2 separate regions of the Mus musculus genome follow, and region 2 is linked to region 1. A link is a contact called in public HiChIP or PLAC-seq data. All regions are on one chromosome and are shown on one strand. Each heading gives the region's core, a stretch centred on a gene start, on an enhancer-like site or on the middle of the called end of the contact. The rest is flanking DNA. Distances are from core to core; before and after follow the strand shown. Region 1 holds the start of 4930488L21Rik (RIKEN cDNA 4930488L21 gene). Region 2 overlaps Gnao1 (guanine nucleotide binding protein, alpha O).

The links. HiChIP or PLAC-seq counts read pairs in DNA pulled down with a chosen protein or histone mark.
Region 2: an H3K27ac HiChIP or PLAC-seq map of heart atrium shows a contact between it and region 1, with 7 read pairs. The contact joins the enhancer-like site here to the promoter of 4930488L21Rik in region 1. A contact is called at or near these places in 1 of 39 promoter capture datasets (the 3T3-L1 cell line), 1 of 15 datasets of contacts at CTCF or cohesin (the NIH/3T3 cell line), 5 of 484 Hi-C or Micro-C datasets (3T3-L1-derived adipocytes, the C2C12 cell line, muscle stem cells and 2 more), 1 of 115 datasets of contacts at active chromatin or transcription factors (heart atrium) and 2 of 9 other capture datasets (adipose tissue and pancreatic islet).

The regions. Positions count from the first base shown.
Region 1 is chr8:93,809,149-93,815,581 of GRCm38.p6, forward strand. It overlaps 4930488L21Rik (RIKEN cDNA 4930488L21 gene), which reads right to left and starts at 4,407. Exons shown (of 1, transcript NR_026888.1): 1 at 2,546-4,407. It overlaps Gnao1 (guanine nucleotide binding protein, alpha O), which reads left to right and starts at 1,690. Exons shown (of 9, transcript NM_010308.3): 1 at 1,690-2,305; 2 at 2,503-2,545. The coding sequence starts at 2,188.
Region 2 is chr8:93,866,404-93,872,941 of GRCm38.p6, forward strand. All of the region lies in intron 2 of Gnao1 (guanine nucleotide binding protein, alpha O), which reads left to right. Among named protein-coding and RNA genes, the nearest start is that of 4930488L21Rik, 56 kb to the left of the region's middle. Within about 2 kb of position 2,643, at least 7 of the 459 cell types and tissues checked have an H3K27ac peak or open chromatin away from gene starts, as enhancers often do. A contact at or near this core is called in heart atrium, where this site is marked.

The DNA.
Region 1 (6,433 bases), core at 3,157-5,656:
GAAAAAAAAACATGCAGGAGAAAAAATATTTTCTTCTGAGTGGGTCTTAATTGCCCCTTTTCCCCCTTGCAAATATATTTTTATGCTGAGTGACATTTCCAAAATAGGATTTTCTCTCCATTGCTGAAATGAAGCAAACAAGTTTACTTTCAGAGTCACAGAAATGCCCAACTGTTACGAAAAAAGAAAGTGTTTTCCACTGGCCCCTTGCCTGTCTTTATCCTGGGCAGTCTTGCCTGTTGGCTCCTCCATCTAGGAAGGCCCCTGGGGCTGACTGGTGGAACTGATTGTAAAACTATTTTGTGCAGTAAGAATTAATGTCTTCAGGCTCTGAGACCACCCAGAACATGACCGATCTTTGGCAACTGTCTACTGTTTTCCCCAGTGCTGGGTTCGCTGTTTGCTGAATAACTGACCCTGGTTTCTGACTATCTGAGAAGATATGAAGGGTGTATTTCTTCTAGTAGTTTGTTATTTTAAGATGAAAGGAAGAAAAAAAATCTCTTATCACAAACCTATGAAGAATTCATTTTTACCGGATTATGTTCTGGGGATACAAGAATTCAAGAACCAAGGGAGGCCATCGATTCATCATATAGAGAAAAATTTAAGGGAACAAGTATTTGCTAGAGGCTTTCATGAAAGACTGTCCCTGGGCCTTTGGCATCAAGCCATCCTAGGATGGTAACCATCTCTAGCGACAGAGGTTGTGGGCATCTCGCGGTAAGGCTCACATTGGCTAAGGGAGGCAAAAACTCCTGCGGAGCAGGCCTTGCCTCTTCTCTGCCTGCTACTTTCCTCTCTACTAGCCCAGTCTCTAGACACTAGATGCTCAATAAATGCGGACCCAAATCCGTCACTGAGCCCCAGCGCGTTATTATGGAGTGAGCGGGTTTATCCTGACCCACTACCTCCTCACATCTGCGGAGGCACCATAGCTCGACTAGGGGCTACACCTCCAGCCGCGAAGGAGAACAATCGGTAAGGCGATCTGCCGGAGACACGACCCAGAGCCCGAGGGACCAGGAAGCTGGAGGCTCAGGCCCAGGGCTGGGGACCACCTGACCGCCGCGCTGGGGTTGACAGGAGGCGGGCCGGGCGCGCGAGACCCGCCGGGGTGGGGCGGGGTGGGGCGCAGGCGCGCGCCCGGCCCCAGGCCCCGCCCTCCCCAGCCCGGCACGCTCCGGGAGCCGCGGGGGGAGGGGGACCCGAGAGTGGGCGGCGCCGCGCGCGCGCGCCCGCTTGTCTGACGCGTCCCGCGGGCATGCGCGCCGCCCCCGCCCGCGCCGTCCCCGGGGCCCCCGGCGCGCGGCCCTGCTGACGTCAGCGGGCGGCTGGCGGAGCGCTGCGCAGGACCAGGCGCACTCGAGAGCTGCGCTCGCCTCGCCCCCCCCCTCCCCGCCCGCCCCGGCGCGCGCGCGCGTGCCCTGCCCTCCCTGCCCGCCTCTTCTCGCGCTCCCCGCTGGCCGCGGCTCCCTCGCGCTCTCCCCGTCTCCTGTCCGCTCCGCCGAGCGATGCGAGTTCTGGGCCCCGGCGACGCCGCCTCCCGCTAGAGAGAGCTGCACCCCCCACCCCCGGCCCGGCCCTCTGCCCAGCCCTGCCCCGCGCGCGGGGGTCGGAGAAGGCGCCGCGGACGCATCGACGGCCGAGGAGCGGCGATGCACATGCACTAGCGGCACCCCCTAACTCACTCCCTCCACACCCCGCGCCACCGCCGCCTCCACCTTCTCCGCCTCCGCCTCCTCCTCCTCCGCCTCCGGCAGCCGCGGCAGAAGGACCCACCCTGCCCCCCACCCCACCCTCCGCCGGCTCCGGCTGCGGATCCAGCCTCGACTCCTATTTTATTTATTTTGGGTCGTGCACTAGCCTCGGTGCCTGCAACCCGCGCCTCCCGGGCCCGCGGGCGCCTCCTCTCTCGGCTCCGGAGCCCCAGACCCCGGCTACCCTCACCTCGACACCCCCAGACCCCAGCCAGCCGCCGCTAATCTTCGCCGCTGGAATCTTAATAGAGGCTGTCCTTTTGGGGGGATTCTGGTCTTTCGACAATTTTGTTCCCAGCCAAGGAGAGGATATCGTGATTTTCTCCCCTTTGAGCCCAGGCTCTGCTCTGTGGGGGGGTGGGGGGCGCGCCGACCCGGGGAGTCGTGCCAGCCTAGTCGTGCGGGCTGTGGCAGGGAAGGGGCCACCATGGGATGTACGCTGAGCGCAGAGGAGAGAGCCGCCCTCGAGCGGAGCAAGGCGATTGAGAAAAACCTCAAAGAAGATGGCATCAGCGCCGCCAAAGACGTGAAATTACTCCTGCTGGGTAAGGACCTGGGTAGCCACCCCCGCCCCTCGACCCCCGCCACAGTTCCCAACCCGACTTGCGCCCTGGGAAATCTGGTCCCTGAGTTGGCAACACCTTGTGCCCAGGAGCGCCCACCCTGTGCATGCCTTGAAGCCCCCTTCCCATTTCCATGAGCTGACACTCACCAGTTTCCCCCCCTCTGTGTGTCCCAACAGGGGCTGGAGAATCAGGAAAAAGCACCATTGTGAAGCAGATGAAGTAAGTCCCTGTGTCATTGGGATTTGTACTTTTATTAAGAATAATTTATATCGTTTTTATTATCTTGCTCACCCATATTTGCTCTCCAGGCCTGGTTTTTAATTCGCGCACACACAGAAGAAACCCGAGGTTGCCTCCCCTCCCCCACTCCCTACGTTGGTTCTGGGTCCCCCACCCCAACTCCTGGGGTCGGTGTTTGCGGGGAGGGAATGAGAGCGCCTCTAGTTGTATGAATGACAGTGTCCGCCATATTGATCAGAACATCACACTATTGGCGTGCTTATGATCATAACTCTTGCTCGTGGAGTATTTCGTGTTTCACTGCCTCCATTTCTGTCTCTGCCTCATCTTCTTTCCCCTCCTCCTCCACCCCACCCCTCGAATCCCACTTCCCCCTGCTTCTCTTGAGGCAGTGATTTTGAACTTGACTAAAACATGGAGGGGACCCAGCCCTAGCAGATTGGGGTGGAGGATCAAGTGTTTGCTGTTCACGAGTTTGGTGCTGAATTCCTGGTGGCTGTGGCTTAGACGACCCCCCCCCCCAAAGCGAGCAAGGGTTAGGGGAGGGGGCGTGCACTGGGGAGAAAGGATGGGTTTCCAAGCGGATGTGACAGACACAGCCTTATCCAAGGCAGAGGTGGGAGGGTCTGTGGGGCTAAAAGCCAGTTTCATCTGCCCTCCAGCCCCTCTCCTCCCTGGCCCTCCAGCCTTTGCTCTTCTGACACCCGCAGGTTCCAGTCACTGTGTAGCCTTTATCGTTGTATTTACACTCTGTATTCTACCTTCAATGCGGATTTCAGGCCCTACTTGCCACCGCCCCCTTTCTGCCTTAGATATCAGTTTCCCCTCCTAATTAACTGGGGGTGGATTTGAGTGATGGTTGAAAATTAAAACAAAATGGGATATTCCTTCCTTTCCACATTTCCCCACTTAGGAGCCTCGCCCGTCCTTCCTCCTCTCTGGCTTGCTTCTTGCCCCATCCACTCCACGGTTCCCGGTGAGCCTCCAGGCAGCTCTGCCTGGGGAGGGGTGGCCGGCAGGGAACGGGTGCGTGCCTTCCGGGCCTCCTGGCCCTGTTTCCGTTGGCCTGTCAGTTCGGGACGGAGGAGTTCGTTAGGACCGTTTAGCGAGGATTCCATGTCGCTTTGCTGTGACACCTTCGTGCACACACAGCTCCTAATTAGAGGTTGCTGTGCTGTAAACAAAAATGATTATTTTTCAACTTGACAGAATAGCCGAAGTAATTGCATCCCGTAGGAAAACAATGGAAAATAAAAGCCCCTTTCGAGGGAAGGTGGGTGGGAGACAAATCGTGCTTGTGGTTTCAAAACCAAGAAGCAAAAATTCTTGCATGTGTAACAGGCATGACAAGCGAGTTCCAGGCGGCGCCATGATGGTAGGGAGCAGCGACTAGGAGACAGTTTCTCCCATCTGCTTGGCATGTTCTTATTTGCGTTCGAGAGCTCCCGGGGGCTTTCTTCTCACAGGCCCCTTCGGCTAGCCTCACCCTTCTGAGCCACCAGTAATTTGGCCTGGGGTTTCTCTGGGGCTTGTGCAGTCCAAATGGATGGGGAGGCGGGGCCTGGGGAATTGCTCTTTGCAACAAGGTGCATGTTGCATCTGCCTGGAGCCCTCGCGTGTCGGGAAATGCAAACCGCGCCACCTCTTTCTCCTTAGGGGCAGGTTTCGAAACTTCACAAGTCTGTAATCCACTGTGGCAGGCCGGGAGTCCGGTAGAAGCCTCGGCCTCCTGAGCCAGGGTGAGGTTTCAGGCGTTGTAAGTGGTGGACAGCGCCCAGCCGAGGCTGGAAAAGTCGATGGGGCTGAGCTTGGCTCGGCGGTGTTCGGCTCCGCTCGGCCTGACCTGGGAGCGGGGCTCGGAGGATCTCGACAGTGTTCGGAGCACAGTCGGGGTCCAAGCGGAGAGGGCCGAGCGGCTTCGGCGGCTTCGGAAAGGCCCCGAAGACATTCGGAAACCCTCGGCAGGAGGAGGGCAAAGGAGGTGGAATTGGGGGTGTGGGAGGGGATGGCAAAGAAACTTTGCATCCACCAAAGCAGCTTGCTACCTGCTCTTCCTGAACATGCCTCATAAATTAGGTTGATTTAATAAGAGGTTTAAAAATACGTATCGAGTCCCCAAAAGGGCAACTTGCCTTTTTTATTCAAAGAAAGCTTAGCTCTCTGAGGAGATCCGTGTGCCACTTTAGAATGGAAATTCCTGATTAAGTCCTGGGGCACGAAATCTTAAAGGAAGACTGAGGAGACATTCTGAGGAAAGTCCTGTGCGTCTGACTTATATTGGGTTGCACTGAGGAAGATGGGGTGAAGTGTCCGATGTTTGATTCTATTTAATCGGAAATCAGAACATTTTTCTCTTTTCCTGCATTTCTTCCTTTCTCTATTCCCACAAACACCTTTTCTGTGAAAACTGCCTGTCAAAACTGAGATTTTTTTTTTGTAATTGATTTTTTTTTTGTTTGTTTGTTTCCCTTTAAGAACAAAACGTGCCAGATCTCTTTAGGAAATCGGCTAGGTTTGATCAGAATGTCCACCAGAAATGGGTGTGAGCACGCCAGTTGTGCCACAAAAAACCCAGCTGACCTGCCCTCCTGAAGCATTCATGAATGGCAGTTTTTCCTATGAGCTGAGCCTGAAATAAATCAGATCAGGGACTTGTGCCAAGCCGAATGCAGGACTTGTTTTATTAACCACAAAATGTGAGGTTGGTGTCACTGTATCCCGGTGACAGATTCTTTGGAGTCCTCACTTCCAGAGATGGGTTTTGAGATCACCACTTGAGTGAGAGTCATTTGTAGCCGGGGAAGATTGTACTTTCTGGGTGGGGCCAGCCCAGAAAGCCTCGGTAGCATTTGCAGAAAGCAATTTCCTGTTTCCCTGTGCAATATGATTGGTGACGAGCCCGTCAGGCCATATGTGTAAGTTAATTCAGATGCTGTGTTGTTTCACCTAGGCAGATGAAATTAGATGGTTAGAGAGTCTGCCGTTGGTGACACCCTGTGAGGAGCCAGGGATTGGGCCTAGTAGCACAGCCCCTTCCTTTGGGTTGAGAGGAGGAATATTGCTATCCGAATGTTATCAGATCCTTTGTCATCAGCGTTTTCAGAAGGCAAGGAGCTGCTTCAGTCGGCTTGTGTCCTCGTCCAGGTTGCGGTGCTGCTTATGAGGAGGAATCAGAATATGCCTGTAGCAGCTAGTGAAGCCGTTAGGGACTGGCAGGCAGAGACACTGCCTAGAACAGGGCGTTATTACCCTCATCAGCCCAGGGCCGTTACACACTCAAACCTTTGGAATTTTTCTGCACAATGCAATAAGGGGGAGTTTGCATCAATTTTCAGAAGCCTAATTCTCAAGTGTTTAAAATCTTTTGGGGTGTGTGTGTGTGTGTGTGTGTGTAAAGGACAACTCCATGGAGTCTGTTCTTCCTTCTACCTTTGCATGGGTTCGGAGATCAAACTCAAATTGCCAGCCTTGTGACAAAGTGCCTTTATCCTCTGAGCTATCTTGCTGGCACCGCCTTTACCTTCATATTCTCTCTCTCTCTCTCTCTCTCTCTCTCTCTCTCTCTCTCTCTCTCTCTCTCTCTCTCTCGTGTGCATTTGTGGATTAGTGTCTGGAAGGTCTCTGTCATGCAATATACAACATTTAAGTTCCAAGACACGAACGGTGGTGATTGAAGTAGTGCAAGTGCAGCTTCACACGTCCTATGAGTAGGGGTGGCTCCTTTCCTCTGCGTGGCACTTTGCTTGTGTTTGGGGCCTGTGACCTCACGTGGGATATACCCTCATCATTGTTTCAGTAATTAGGGATGCTTTTACACAGACTAATAAAAATTTTAAGGCGAGTATAAGTTTTATTGGATTTTTGAAC
Region 2 (6,538 bases), core at 1,393-3,892, 55 kb after region 1:
CAGCCCAACTCCAGAAAGGAATTTGTAAAGAACTTGTGGCTTGGCAGGTTAGAATAGAAATAACGCTTGTGGGGAGAATGGGATGTCGTCATTGTAGCTCTGTGTGGCTGATGCCAGATGCAGTGGGCTGACTCTGGGTAAAAAGCGAAGCAAGGCAGAGCTTTGCTTTGGAAAAACTAGCCAAAAACTGATACCGATTGTCGGTCATGCCTGTTTTCATTCAGATCCTGTATTAGACCCTTTGAGTTGCAAATGACAGGAACTCTGCCCACATTGGCTTAGATAAAGAAACTTAGCACAGGTCACCTAACAACCTTGTCCCGAGAGCACCCATCCGAATCTGCCATCTCCTCCCTTCACTCTGCTTTCCTCCTTGTAAACCTCACACTTGGACAGCTCAGTCCCCAGGACCATGAAACGACAGCGTCAGCCTCAAGTCCCCAGTGTGGATCTCCTTGCTGCACTTGTCAGCATACATCTTCTTTCTGCTTTCAGAGTCACTTACTGTCCATACCCATCTGGGCGGCAACCATATGTGATGGTTTAGGTCTCACCCTAGTGGCGTAACCAAGAGTTAGGGAAGAGTGATCTCCAAACACCTGGAGCTGGCAAATAAGCTCCAAATAGCCAGGCCAAGATACTACCCCAGAGTAAGACATACCTCAGATTCTGTTTCACTGTCCCTTTAATATGTGTTACAGGCTACAGTGGCTAGCATAGACATCTCTCCAACCCTCGTAGTATCCCTGGAAAAGAAAGAGTAGGAATCGTCTTTTGTTACATAAAGAAACTGAGGGTCATCTGGATAGAACTTGGCAAGTCTATCTTATGACTCCTAAATCCAGAGTTCCTGTCCACTGCACCCATGGCTAACTGTGAGACCCCAGACTATTTGAAAGAAGTCCGTAAACAGCACAAATGAAGTCAAGCTGGAGTCATCCTGGGAGCTGCCATCGTTAGAAGCCTTGCGATTTGTAGATGGTAACATAAAGAGCATCATTAAGCTCAAGAGCATGTTTTAATAACAGTTAATTAACTTTTACAAGACAGTCAGCAAATATTTTCCCTTCTCGCTGAGATGGGTTCTAAGAAGAAGGTTTATTGTACAGAGCCCCAGGTGGTCATGTACAGGCAGGATTTCCCCCACAGCCTCCCTTAGGAAGAAGAGTTTGCCTGCAGAGAATCTGTTCTCAGTCCCCAGCCTTACCTTGTCTGCCCACCTTGCTGGTTCTCAGACTATTGTTGGCTAGTGGTCTTGCCTGTTAGGTGTCGGAAATCAGTCTGCTCTGAAGACACAACTATTTAGCCTCTCCATGTAAGAACCAACCTAGTACCAAGACAACCCCTCCACCCTTGCTTCCATCAGCCTTTCTTTCTCAGCCTCCTGAGCTCCACCTCTACCTCAGCCAGGCTGCCATCGTCTTGAATGAGCAGGTGACTCCAGACCATCCCTGCTAGATTTCCAGGTGTTGTTTCTAAGAACATTTTCTGGGGCTTGAACAAAACAAGAAGCTTCCAGCAACTGTTTCCAACCCCTGGAAGGCTTGTATAAACAACAGGCTTGGTCCTTTCAGAAAAGGGAATAGTAGGAAAAGAGATAAAAAGTCTAAGAAACCATCCCCTGCCCTCATAATAGGTCCCCTCGGAGGACACTGGAAGGAATTCTACTTCCTGTCAGTTGATGGAATCAGACCGTGTGCTTAGGATTTGTTGAGAACATGTCTGCAGGTATGAGGTGCATTGTCTGTGCCATGCTATGTCCTTCATGGTCATTAGTCTTGGTGGTAGAGCACTTAGCACAGGGTGGGATAGCCTCTGCAAGCAGGATCTTCTAACTCCAGTCCTTGATGCTGACCCCCAGATGCCAGGCTGGGCAAGACTTTTTTCAGACAGGACAATGGAATTCAGTAAATGAATTGCTAGCCAGCTTCCAGAGGGACCAGAACCATCCATATAATCCAGCTGAGAGCTATACATCATCTGTGCCCCAGTTAGAGAACTTCCCAGCCGAACAGCTCTTCCTTCTTGTACCTATGTGGACTTGTGAGCAAAGCAACCTCTGTCAGCCTCCACTATCCTATGTAGCACAGCCTAGCTTAGGTTGCTTTGAGGATGAAAGATGTCACACATCACCCACTGATCATGACATCCTGCACCATAATTCCTTGCTGTGGTCACAGGTTGTGTACCTCCTCCATCCCATGGCATCTTGGGGATATTTCTTTGGGTGCCAGCCCTTCATGAGCCTTGCCAAGTTGTCAGACCTGGGGCAGATCACCCACAGACTTCTCAGAAAGACCCGAGCAGATTCACAGATGCCCTGAACCTATTTCTTCCTGACTGGGCGCTCAGAGGGTAGAGACACCCTACTGCTTTGGTGAGTACCAGTCTTCCTGCTCATTGGGGTCTTTCTTATAAGTGGAATCTAGATCACCCTGGAGAGTCACTGCTCTGGAGCCAGATCTCAGGCTAAGGGGATACTCAGAGCTGGCGCTTGCCTGCTGCCAACAGTTTTTTTCAGGGAGTTGCTCTCACTTGACCTCAGAGTGTCCCAGGAGATAGCAGCAGCACCAGACATCTCGAGCTGAAGATTCCAACAGAGAACAACCCCAACCCCCTCTTGCCTATCCCAGGTTCCAGCCAGCTCTCCCAGAGGACTCTAAAGGACCATAGGTTTTGTGCCAGGACCTACCACCAACATCATTCCTCCAACTTTGCCCTGCAACTTTGTCTTATCACAAAGATTAGTAGAGAGGAAGCTTGGGAGATGAAGTCAGAAGACTGAGTTGGAAGGACCAGCGACCTTGAAGAGATGTCATTTTTCCAAACTTCTGCTCTATTGCCTGGGAGGTGACAAAGAGGGAACAGCCACTCTGTCTCCAGGATGTATAGCAAGACTTAGTGGTGGAGAATCATTTCAAACAAACCAGAGGTGAATTGTAGAAATGAAAATATTGTCATATCTCAGTAGGGCACACATTGGCCACTCCTCTCCTTCATCGTTGGTGAGTGAAAGCAGGCGGCATGCTCATGGCCCTACCCTCCCATGACAGCTCTGAGCTGTGCTGTCCTGATGGGCTGCTCTCAGGTTCAGTCCCCGCAGAAGGTATCGGCATGGCTTACCCAGCTCATACCTAATGGATTATAAACCTCTGTCCTCCAGTGGGAGCAGAGTTGAGGGTCTGGGTAGCAGTGTAAGCTAGAGGAGCCCAACCTGAACCTCTCTCTTCCCCATGTTGGGGGTGGAAGGGAGATGCCAACTCTGAGCTTCTAAATCTAAACCAAGCCCCAGGAAGATTTGTTAAAATTCAGTTAAAACTTGTAGTAAATTTACATCATACGGTAAACTTTATAATGTTAAGTGTTCCCTTCACAAACATGTCTTTTTTTAAAAGTGTTATTATATATATATATATTATAGCTACCCTGGAACTCACTATGTAGACCAGACTGACACAGATCGCCTGCCTTTGCCTCCTAAGTACTGGGATTAAAGGCATATGCTACCATACCCAGCCGTGTCTTCAGATTTTTAAAATTTCTTCATCTCCATGGCCCAAAGTTAATTTCTAACTGAGAAATTTATATAGTATTTATCACACAGAAGTTATTTTAAAATATATCTACATTGTGGAATGGCTAAATTAAAGCAATTACCATAGTTTAAGTTTTTCTTGCTAGTAGATAAAACTATTCCACTTTTTGAGTGTTCATATTGGATCCAGCCCCTTGTCAGATTATTACTAAATAATAGCACCTTACTAAGATTATTTTTGCAACATTTGGTGCCATTTTCCTACTTTTCTTGTTAGTTTTAAGATCATAATAAGTAACAATAGTGACGACCATTACTGTTCACAACATAGTTGTTGAATGTTGCTAGCTTTTATTCTGGATAAGTAGATAGTTTCCATGTCTGGCTTTTACTTAGAAATGGTCAGAATTTTTCTTTTTAAAAATGTAACATGCATTATTAACTGTGCATATTAGTGGGACCTCATGGAGTGCCTTTATTCATTCCTGGAGTGCCTTCATTCATTCCTGGAGTGTGCACCAGCATTAAATCCAGTCCTTCTTTACCTGCCTCAATACCATTGCCAAGAAGTACTAGCTTTGCTCCATTGCTGTGACCCTGAACTCCGTGCCCTGCACCCTGCACCCCATGGTGATTGTCATGGATGATATTGATAAACACGCTATGATCCCAGAGTGACAGTCAATCGCAACATTATTTTTTTCCCTTTGATTTTTGACTAGATTCAGTTTAATTGTTTATTATTTTGGTTTTGCCTGCATTCATGTATGTGTACCATGTGTGTTAAGGACCCACAGGGGCCAAAAGAAGGCTTTGGATCCCCTGGGACTGGAGTTACAGGCAATAGTGAGCCACCACATGAGTGCCAGGAGTCAAACTTGCATCCTTTGTAAGAACAACAAATACTCATAGCTGCTGACCCAGCTCTCCAGCCTCTACATCTTATTTGTTTGTTTGTTTGTTTTGTTTTGTTTTGTTTTGATTTTACTTTTGTGACTTTTTAGAGAAGGTCTGTCTCTCTGTGTGCAAAGTAAGAGATAAAATAACCTTAAAGTTGGCAGTTCAGGTTGGCAGTTCAGGAAACGTAAGACACTATTGTTTAAATCAAAAGACCATTGTAATCAATAAAACAATTTACAGGGGGCTGGAGTTAAAGTAACTACTCAACAATGAATCATTTACCCCTCTCACAAGAAAATTCTCAAAATTATGGTAAGTATCTTAGTTTTATTAAGCTAGCCTTGAGCTCACAGCAATCCTCGTATCTCAGCTTCCCAAGTGTTAGGATCACAAACATGAACTTTCCTGCCTAGCTTATTTTGATAGTTTTGAAAAATCTAAGTTTTGAAATAATATTATTGTACACACACACACACACACACACACACACACACACACACACACACACACACACACACACACATCTATTTATTTTCTGGTCACTCTGGCCGCTCTTTCTTGGTGACATGTCTGTTCAGACATTCCTCGAGCTGAGTCAGTTTTGGAGGTTATGTTTGGCAACAGGATCATCAGATTCTCAGGTCTGCGGCCACAGAGGGTTGGACACACTGTTCTGCCATGACGTTATCTCTTCCACAGCTGTGGTTGAGTTTCTGCTCTTGTTCCTGGCCTTGTTCTGCTTGCTGTCTTTCTCCTAACCACCCATAATAAACCTTGTTTTGCTTGGTTTAAGGTCTTTTGCATTTATGAACGCCCTCCACTCCTTTGCTGTTTTGAATCTTGCTTTGCTTTTGACAGCGTTTGTCTGTGATCTTGTGTTCTTCCTTGCTTCTTGTGTGTATTGCCTCTGGGAAAAACTTTGCTGTCCACCTGGGGAAGTGGTTTATGATGCTTATATAGTTTTCCATATCTTTCCTGGTTTCCTTTTTGATTCTAGGTTTCTCCAGAGTGTGTTTCTTATTTTTGAACTAAATATTTTTCTTTTCATTTTTTTCCCATGATGTTGGAGATCTAACCAACATTCAGAGCAGAACTGGGCCTTCCACCGTGTGCCCTTTCTGTATACAGTCTCTGTGTATGGCTGCTCTCTCAGAGCCGAGTCAATGCCCATGTAGAGTTAGGAAAGAGGAGTGGCGAGCAGACATCCTTACTCATCTGCATCCTGACCCACTCATTTCTCCCATGTTGGGATATCTGTTATGGTGAATTTGTTGTTTGCATCTAAATATTTTCCATAAATGGAATGTCTGGGAATATAAGAGAGCTGATGTTTGGAACAGTTAGTGTAAGCCATGACTGAACCTTGTTCCTATATTATTAAATTGTTTTAGTGCACTATTGCTGTGAAGAGACACCATGATTATAGCAAACCTTAAGAAGGAGAGCATCTAACTGGGGCTGGCTTACAGTGTCAGAGGTTGACTTCATTATTGTCATGGCAGGAAGCATGGCAGTACACAGGTAGACATGATGCTGAAGAAGTAGTTGAAAGTTCCACATCTGAAGGCAGCAGGAAGAGAGGGACACTGGGCCTGGCTTGAGCATTTGAAACCCTAAAGTCCATCCCCAGTGACACACTTCCTTCAACAAGGCCACACCTCCTAATCCCTGTCAGTTAGCACCACTCCCTAATGACCAAGCATTCAAATCTGTGAGCCTGTGAGAGCTATCCTTATTCAAATCACCACATAAATTAAGCTAGGCATAAGGGCTCATGACTGTAATATCTAAAAGAATTGATCATGATCTTATGCCCTAAAAATGCTGGCCAAACGCTATGGGCAGCTTTGGTTCCTTCTGAAATAGTCCGCATGGCTTTCTACTCTTCTGGCTGGTCATGTTTCAGAAAAGAATTCCAGTACAGGCCTGATTTTTTTTTTTAAGGTAGGTGCTTCTCTGCCTCTGACTGCCTCCCTGCCCTAGATTTGCTTTTTGTTGTTTGTGGTTTAGGCATGGTGTTTGTTTTTATTTTTGAGACAAGGTCTTGCTATGTAGCATAGAATTTGAGATTGCAGACATTCACCATCATGCCTCTGTAGCTTA